Linked DNA regions of Mus musculus: all the other regions are linked to region 2. Evidence: chromatin contacts called from public Hi-C data. All regions are on one chromosome and are shown on one strand. Each heading gives the region's core, a stretch centred on a gene start, on an enhancer-like site or on the middle of the called end of the contact. The rest is flanking DNA. Distances are from core to core; before and after follow the strand shown. Region 1 has its middle 43 kb from the start of Gm29895. Region 2 has its middle 10 kb from the start of Gm29845. Region 3 has its middle 110 kb from the start of Gm23981.

The links. Hi-C and Micro-C count contacts between places; a contact is called where the count stands out from the background.
Region 1: a contact with region 2 is called in a Hi-C map of uterus. The contact joins two enhancer-like sites. A contact is called at or near these places in 5 of 484 Hi-C or Micro-C datasets (cortical neurons, nephron progenitors and uterus).
Region 3: a Hi-C map of uterus shows a contact between it and region 2, with 1.8 times the contacts expected there. The contact joins two enhancer-like sites. A contact is called at or near these places in 5 of 484 Hi-C or Micro-C datasets (cortical neurons and uterus), 1 of 115 datasets of contacts at active chromatin or transcription factors (fibro-adipogenic progenitors) and 1 of 9 other capture datasets (embryonic stem cells).

What each region holds. Positions count from the first base shown.
Region 1 is chr8:78,000,542-78,003,241 of GRCm38.p6, forward strand. No RefSeq gene overlaps it. Among named protein-coding and RNA genes, the nearest start is that of Gm29895, 43 kb to the right of the region's middle. Within about 2 kb of position 1,385, at least 39 of the 459 cell types and tissues checked have an H3K27ac peak or open chromatin away from gene starts, as enhancers often do. A contact at or near this core is called in uterus, where this site is marked.
Region 2 is chr8:77,773,707-77,776,406 of GRCm38.p6, forward strand. No RefSeq gene overlaps it. Among named protein-coding and RNA genes, the nearest start is that of Gm29845, 10 kb to the left of the region's middle. Within about 2 kb of position 1,370, at least 36 of the 459 cell types and tissues checked have an H3K27ac peak or open chromatin away from gene starts, as enhancers often do. A contact at or near this core is called in uterus, where this site is marked.
Region 3 is chr8:77,920,431-77,923,130 of GRCm38.p6, forward strand. No RefSeq gene overlaps it. Among named protein-coding and RNA genes, the nearest start is that of Gm23981, 110 kb to the left of the region's middle. Within about 2 kb of position 1,446, at least 4 of the 459 cell types and tissues checked have an H3K27ac peak or open chromatin away from gene starts, as enhancers often do. A contact at or near this core is called in uterus, where this site is marked.

The DNA of each region.
Region 1 (2,700 bases), core at 135-2,634, 230 kb after region 2:
CTCTCCCTTATCATTTTGAGACAGGCTCTCCCATCTATTTGCCTATGCTTAATTATTTCTTGGGCCCAGGGCCTCCTGCCTCAGCTTCCCCACAGCGGGGGGGGGGGGGGGGGGGGGCTCTAGGCTCTTGCGGCCAATCCCAGGCTTTTTTGTGAGTGGCAGGGATCTGAACTCAGATTTTCATGCTTATATGACACGCCTTTGCCCACTGAGCCCACTGAGCCTACTCCTCAACTGGGACTTGCACATTTCTATGGGTGATCTGATGTGGAAAACTTTAGTTGTATAGGCAAGTTAGGCTCTGCACAATCAGAGACTACAAAAGAAAATGTAAAACCCTGGGCTGTATGGGCCAAATGGTACATGGAAGAGTCTCTTCAGTGTGGATACAACTAGCCTTATTAATAAGCCCTGTGGTGTGGGTGATACATAAGATGAGGACCGTGTGGGAAGCAGAGGCTTGCAAGAACCTAACCCTGTACTTCTCCTGGGAAGGAGAGTAGAACAGTCACTAACTCGGCATGAGGTGAATACAGAATACAATTACAGATCCCAGAAGCATCTACTGCATGCTCACCTGAAATAACAGGATACATTAAGTACCATCTGACATCTCTGGAAATGAGCAGTCCACTCAGCTGTTCCTTTTTAATCTCCTCATGATGATGCCTTTGATTTCAAGGGAATTCCATATGAAGAATTACTTCTACAGAGCTGTCAGCCTGCCAATCAAAAGATCTTGACCTTGTGTGCAATTAAATGGCCATTGTCTTCAGCCCAGGACTGCAAACTGGAGTACAGCTTCATGAGCGTCGTTTCTCAGTTTGGCTTTTTGAGGAGCCAGAACCTTGATTTTAAGGGTCAGGAAGGTTCTCCCAGGTGGAGGCATCTATGTGTCACCAGACTTGGAGGAACGTTTTATAACATTTTATGAACTGACAAAAGCCCATGGGCTCTTCTAGGCTGGGTGAGTGTTACATAAGTCCTATATCCACACAAACAAAAAGATAAATGAAGTATTGGTCAAGTGGTCAAACCTGTAGATTGATAATTTAACATATATTTATGCATGCATAATCACACAGAGAAATAGAAGAGTGGTAGAGAATGTGTGAGTGAGATTTGGAGTGTTGCTGTGACATCCCACATCTTGTTGCATAGCAATGCCTTGACATGTAAATAAGAAAACAGGTTGTATCCCAATCTGCTCTGAATTCCTCCTGCGTGCATTCTGTCAGAGTTCCTGACAGAATGTGAGCTCCAGATGAGCAGACCTTCTGTCTACTTCATTTACAGATGTGTCCCGAGTACCTAGAACAGTGCTCAGCACTGTTCTATGGATGACAGTCTGCACTCTCAGAGGAGATCCCTGGTGCTCACTTGGTTTGTGCCGGACTGCTGCTGTCCTGTGCTGTATGTGTTGGACTGTTGTTCTTACGTGTCAGAGTCTGTTGGAGTGGGTTGTGTTCTTAAGATCCGTCTTTATCACTGTTTGTCTAGGGTTTACAGGTCTCTGACATCTGCTCTGAACAAAACCTCTGCCTGCCTTACTCAGCCACACAGGAATGCCATTGTTACATTTTCTTCTGCTCCAGTCCGTTCCTGGTGCTAGGAATGCCTTTCTGTAATAGATTCCCTGGCATCATATGGTAACGAAAGGGTGCTTTAAAGAATGCTAATTTAAACCGCTCTTTAACTTGCATGTTTTCAGTGTGGGCAGTGAGGGAGGAGGTTTGAAGCAAGACAGCTGTGAGGTTTGCCTAGCAGCTGAATGCTGCATGGATTAGCTGGCTCCTTCTTTTCTGGTAGTGGGTAACCCCTTAAAGGAACATGCCCTGGCTGGGGAAAGGCACACCTGTGTGTAGCCAAAGGGAAGAGTTTTAAAGATGGGGCACAGTTTTCTGCACCACCAGCTTTGCACTCAAAAAGTGATACTGCTAAGAAGTTTAGAAAAATGGGGGTGAGATGGGGGTGGGTGGGAGGGGGCATTGCATCCATTCAGCTTTTCTGTGGACCAAGCCACGAATCTGGGTATTTCTCCATGAGCAATTACCATCTGAGGTTTAGAAACCACAAAGCTGCTGGGTAGAAAAAGAAGCTCAAACGCAGATAAGTGACCCATGATGGCTTGTGGGAACCTGACATCTCTCTTTAAGAATGGTTCCTGAGATGCCTGGCCTTCCCGTGTTCTGTGACTTTGTGCTTAGAGGTGTAAAAGGGTTCATTTCAGCGAGCCTGTGCTCTGTTGGCAGTTCAGCTGGCCTCGATGCTCGCCAAAGTCCGGATCCATTTGAATTTTCCTTTCTGTTCTCTTTTGGGTTACCGTTCTGTTGGAAGTATCGCATGACTCTAAATGACACTGTATTTCCAGAAACTAGACTTGAAGTAGCTGACAATTTTTTTAAGATTTATTTATTTATTTTATGTAAATGAGTATACTGTAGCCTACATGTGGTTACTGGGAATTGAACTCAGGGCCTCTGCTTGCTCCAGTCCCACTCTGTCCAGCCCAAAGATTTATTTATTATTATTATATGTAAGTACACTGTAGCTGTCTTCAGACACACCAGAAGAGGGTGTCAGATCTCATTACAGATGGTTGTGAGCCACCATGTGGTTGCTGGGATTTGAACTCAGGACCTCTGGAAGAGCAGTCAGTGCTCTTAACGGCTGAGCCATCTCTCCAGCCCAGCTGATCAA
Region 2 (2,700 bases), core at 120-2,619:
CAGGACATTAAAAAAATCTTTTGTGTATCATATATATATATATATATATATATATATATATATATATATATATATATATGTTTTGTGTGTGTGTGTGTGTGTGTGTGTGTGTGTGTGTGTGTGTGATCATGTGTGTGAGTGTAGGTGCACATATGTTACGAGCATTTACAGAGGTCAGAGGACAACCTTGGATGTGAGGCAGGGTCTCCTGTTCACTGCTGTGCATCCAGGTTAGCTACCGCAGGAGCTTCAGGGAGTCTGCTGTCTCTGCCTCCCACATCACCATTTGAGAACTAGGGCTCTCGACATCTGATCCTGCATCTGGATTATGTGGGTCATGGGCACTTGACCTTAGGTTCTCGCACTTGCTTAGCAAATGTTTAACTCAGTGAATCAGACTCTCACTTAGGATCTTAGTTAAAACAATTATTTTTATGAGCATGGGTGTTTTTGCCTTCATGTACTACCTGTGTATCTTGTGTATGCAGTGCCCACTGAGGCCAGAAAAGGGTATCCCCTGGAACTGGAGTTACAGAGGGTTATGAGCCATCACATTGGTGCTAGATACTGAACCTGGGTCCTCTGAAAGAGCAGTCACTGGTGCTCTTAACCATTTCTCCTTCTCCATCCCCTGTTTAGGGTTTTAAAGTTTCAGTCTCTTCATTTGAAAATGGGAGTTAATTATAATACTTTCCATATCGGGATGTGAGAACTCCATAATTCTTAAGAATTAATAATATTAATGCATATAAGGTAGGCAGTGTTACTATTATTTTCATTGTGGCTACAAAATAACATGTGCTGGAGGAGTGGGGAGGGGTGGCAGGTATGAGTGTGGTATGGTAAGGTGGGAGTGGGGGTGGTGGTGGGAGAGTATGAGGGCTCCTTACTAAGAGACCAGCAAAGGCTGTTAAGGATGTTAGTTGATAGATTTTGTGTGTAAGATTTCTGTAAAATCAACAACAAATCCACAGTGAAATCCACTTCACACTCACTAAGACAGACTAAAAGGAGAAGGAGAGAATGATGACAGGGGCAGGGAGTCAGAGCCTGCAGACCGTGCTGGCGGGGATATAAATCAGCTTAATTACGATGGGAAAGTCTGACGACATCTTGCAAAGTTGGACTTAGAATTACCATCTGACCTAGCAGATCCACTCACAAGGATTATCGTGTGAGACTCTGCTTGGCCAGACACGACATAAACATCTATTTACCCCAGATCCAAACTGATACTGACCAAAATAATGGTTACACTGAAGTACAGCTTGGTAAACCCATGAGTTTACTGGGTTTGCTTACAGGACTATATCTGAGCGACTACTTACAGGAACAGGGGTGACTCACAGGCCATTGCATCATGAACAAGCCCACCTCACCATGACTACTCACACAGCTGCAACCTTGAAGCTCTCTGTATGAGTTTCAGACAGCTTCGCTGGTCAGAAAACCTCCTCCAGTCACTGTGCTAGCCAGAGCCTCCTCAGCCAGCAGGATGTTCCTGTAACTTTAATCTCCAGAGTGGACTTTGACTCCTGTAGGTTTTAGCTGTCTGGAACAAGACAAGCTTGTTAACTTCTGAGTCTCACAAGTCTTCTAGAATGGATTCTTTCAACTTAGAGGCAATGACTACACCACCTGAACTCCAAGGAACACAAGCACATCAATATTCACAGAAGCGCATTTCACAATAACCAAAGAGTAAAAACGTGAATGTCTATCAGTGGATGCAGTACCACTGTAATGTCATATACTGTAATGTAATCTACTGTACTATACTGTACTGTGATGATGTAACCTATGACAGGTACATGCAATGTAATTTTTTTCAGTCACACAATAGAACTCAGTACTGAAGGGTCCTTCAGGACTGTTGAAGTTTTAACTCATTGGTGCGAATGAAAGAAGCCAGACACAAAACATCATACATTGTATAACTCCATTTATGTGTAATACACAAAGCAGGTCAGCTCACAGAGACAGAAAACAGACAGAAAGCAGACTGGCGGCTGCTAGCTGCTGGGAGGGGGTGTGTGGCGCAATAGCTATGGTTCATGGTTTTATTTTGTGCTGACAAAGGAAGGAGATGAAGAACTTGCACATGAAAGATGCCCAGAGTTTTTAATCTATTTCTTTACTGTGAGACAGGATCTTTCCTGGCTATCCTGGAACTAATTCTGTAGACCAGGCTAGCCTTAAACTCAGAGATCCACCTGCCTCTGCCTCCTTTATGTTGGGATTAAAGTAGTGGACCAGTATACCCTACTTGGATGTACAGTATTTCAGAGGTACAGATCATTGAAGACCACCTGAACCACTATGCAATTCCATCAATAGAGGTTTCCTCATGTCCCATGCAAACAATTGACTTGATTTTTATTATCAAAGAACATCATTGCTTGTTTTAGAAATGGCACCTATAATTACAATCAACACACACTTCTTTCAGCAGGATGCTTTTGAAATTCGTTTTGTGTTTCAGTATTTTATTACTCGTGTTGCTAAGCAACATCCCATTATTTTACTACACCATAATCTGTTTGGTCACTTGTTGATGGATATTTGGATTATTTACAAATTTTGCAATAATAAACAAACGCATTCCTAGTATTTTGTGTAATACCTTTTGTAGAAATATACTCTATTCTTTTGCTTGGTTGAAAATTTATGAATAGCAGCACTGAGTCAACAGTGATGTAA
Region 3 (2,700 bases), core at 196-2,695, 150 kb after region 2:
ACTCAGCAATTCCTGTAATCTGTTTTTATTTTACTAATAACCATCAGTACAAAGACCAAATCTAAGTCTCCCTAGATTGCTACACCCCCCTACCAAATACCCTGTCATTTAAAAAAAAATCTGTAGCTGCCAATGTCTGATGTATCTGTTATATAAACTAATGATATACATTTCAAATTCAAAGATTATATATTTATGCTCAGGGTTACAGTTTGGATCTTGACTATTTCCCCACAGCCCTTGTATTGAAAACTTGGTCCTTAGTCTGCTATAAGGAGTGATGAACTTTTAGAAAGATACTAGTAAATGGAAGTTGGGCTCTTTAGAGGGTGTCCTTCCTTTCTCTTTCAGTTCTTGGCTCTCATGAAGTAAAAATGCCCCCTGCACAGCATTCTCCTTCACAATATACTACAAGACGCCCAAAGTGACAAGGTGACAAGGCTAAGTGATCATGGACTGAAACATCTGACTTCACAGGACAAATATCATCTTCTCTTAAGTTGATATTATGTCACTTTTCCTGGGGAGATATGAACAGACACTAGTTGCCCTGAATAGGGCACTACCAGCAGACCAAAGAAATAAAAGCCCAGTTTGGTGAAATGATGAGTTTGTTCAGATTGCTTAGGGGAGCGTGGGTGACTCAAAGGCAGCTGTATGTATACATCTGCCATCCCTGGAGCTTCCTACACAGCCTGCAGGAGGTTCCTATCCACCAGCAATTACCCACAACTTATACTGACTTGAGAAGGAGCCTTGTGAATCTTGAAAATATATGATGTGTCAAAGTTGTGTGAGTTTGATGAGAATCCTTATCCTGGTAAATATATCATTAACTTCCCAAGTCTCATGAACATTCTCCCTCCTTCAGAGAAGAATTTTTTGAGGCGATAGCCATGCAGAAGTCATTTTTCTCAGTATTTTGTCCCAATGGCAGAAGTGACTCACAAATCCAGAAAACAGTTTAAATCTGTTACTGACTAATAAGAGAGCACTCGATTGCTAGGGGGGAGGTGGTGTGGTGGGGAAAGCATAACGAGCTTGCTTCACAAGTGTGAGGGCCTGAGTTCAGATCGGCAGAGACTACAGGTGACATAATGTATGTCTCTCATGACAATGTTCCTAGGACAAGAGAGGAATTAAAGAGGAGAATCCCTGGACATTCACAGGCCAGGTAGCATGCTACAAACAGTTGTCAATAACATAAAGACTCTGTATCAAACAAGGTGAAAGATGAGAACCAAGACCTGAAGTTATCCTCTGACCTTGACACACACATATGTGCACACCAATGTGCACACATACAAACACAAACACACACATACACATACACAGAGAGAGGAAGAGAGAGAGAGAGAGGATAAGAATATAAAAGCTGAGCAGAGACACTGTGGAAAACAAATGGCTTAGTGAAGGAGGAATGATTTAATAGATTTTTATCTTACAAATCAAAACCTCTTACTTTTTTCTTTTGCATACTGAATGAGATCACTGAACAAACACTAAGCTTAAAGACTTGCCAGATGGATTTTAGTAATGAATCATTTCAGACTTAGGCCATTGGCTAATTATTTTGTAACCTGTCATGACCCAGAGTTTTGGAGATTTTTCATGTGTGATCAAGGTCAGTCACTGGTTGAAATACAAGCTCAGAATAGGTCTCCCCTGAAGCCTCGGGGAAGCGGGCTGTGGGAGGGCAGGATAGAGAAACCTGAGGCTCACACGGCCTCACTTCTCTTCTATGGCACTTCAAAACTGAAAACAATCCTTTATAGCTTAAGCAGTCCAGTGATCTAGTCTCGGCTTGGTTTTACTGTTTTTTATGTTTAGGACTATGTTGTAATTACAAAAACAAATGTAAACTGTGGGATTTTAGTCAATGAAGTTAGAACATATTCTACTGATTTTCTAGTGTATTTAATATGTAGTCATGCATAAGAACTTACTGTGAAATTTCTAACTTAAAACAACTAATGCTTATTATCTCATGTCATTTCTGAGACCAGAGATCAAGGAATGGCTTGGATTAATTGTGGCTTAGATTTTCATATGAGGTGACTGTCACCCTTTCAGTTAAGTTTGCATCAAAGGACTAAGTTTGGTGGTGCAGGCCTGCATTCTCAGCTCCTTGGGAGGCTGAGGCAGGGAGGTCACTTGAGATGTGGAGTTCATGGCCAGCCTGTGAAAGAAGCTGAGGTCCTGTCTGAAGAAAACAAACAATACCAACAGCTGAGTCAGAAGGCTTGCTTGAAACTAGAAGCTTCACTTCCTCGGCACGCGAGGAACTCCTCACAGACAGCCTCCACTTCCTCGGCACGCGAGGAACTCCTCACAGACAGCCTCCACTTCCTCGGCACGCGAGGAACTCCTCACAGACAGCCTTCAGTTCTTTGCCAGGCAGACATCTCCATCCAGATGTTAAAAAGGACAGCCTGCTTCCACCAGAGTGAGCATCCCACCAGAGGCATATTGGTACTCCCTTAATTTTGGTCTCTAAGTTTCAAGCTGCCACAGTGTTCTACTCAAAGACTGTAGTAAACAGGCTGAGAACCAGGCTCTACTTCCTAATGGTAGTAGTATTTTTTTATATACCATTTGATGTGTGAAACAATTATATTTAAATTATAGTTTATAATATTTAATTATATTTAAGAATCAAATGATTGTGGGGCTGGAAAGATGGCTCCGTGTCAAGAGTGC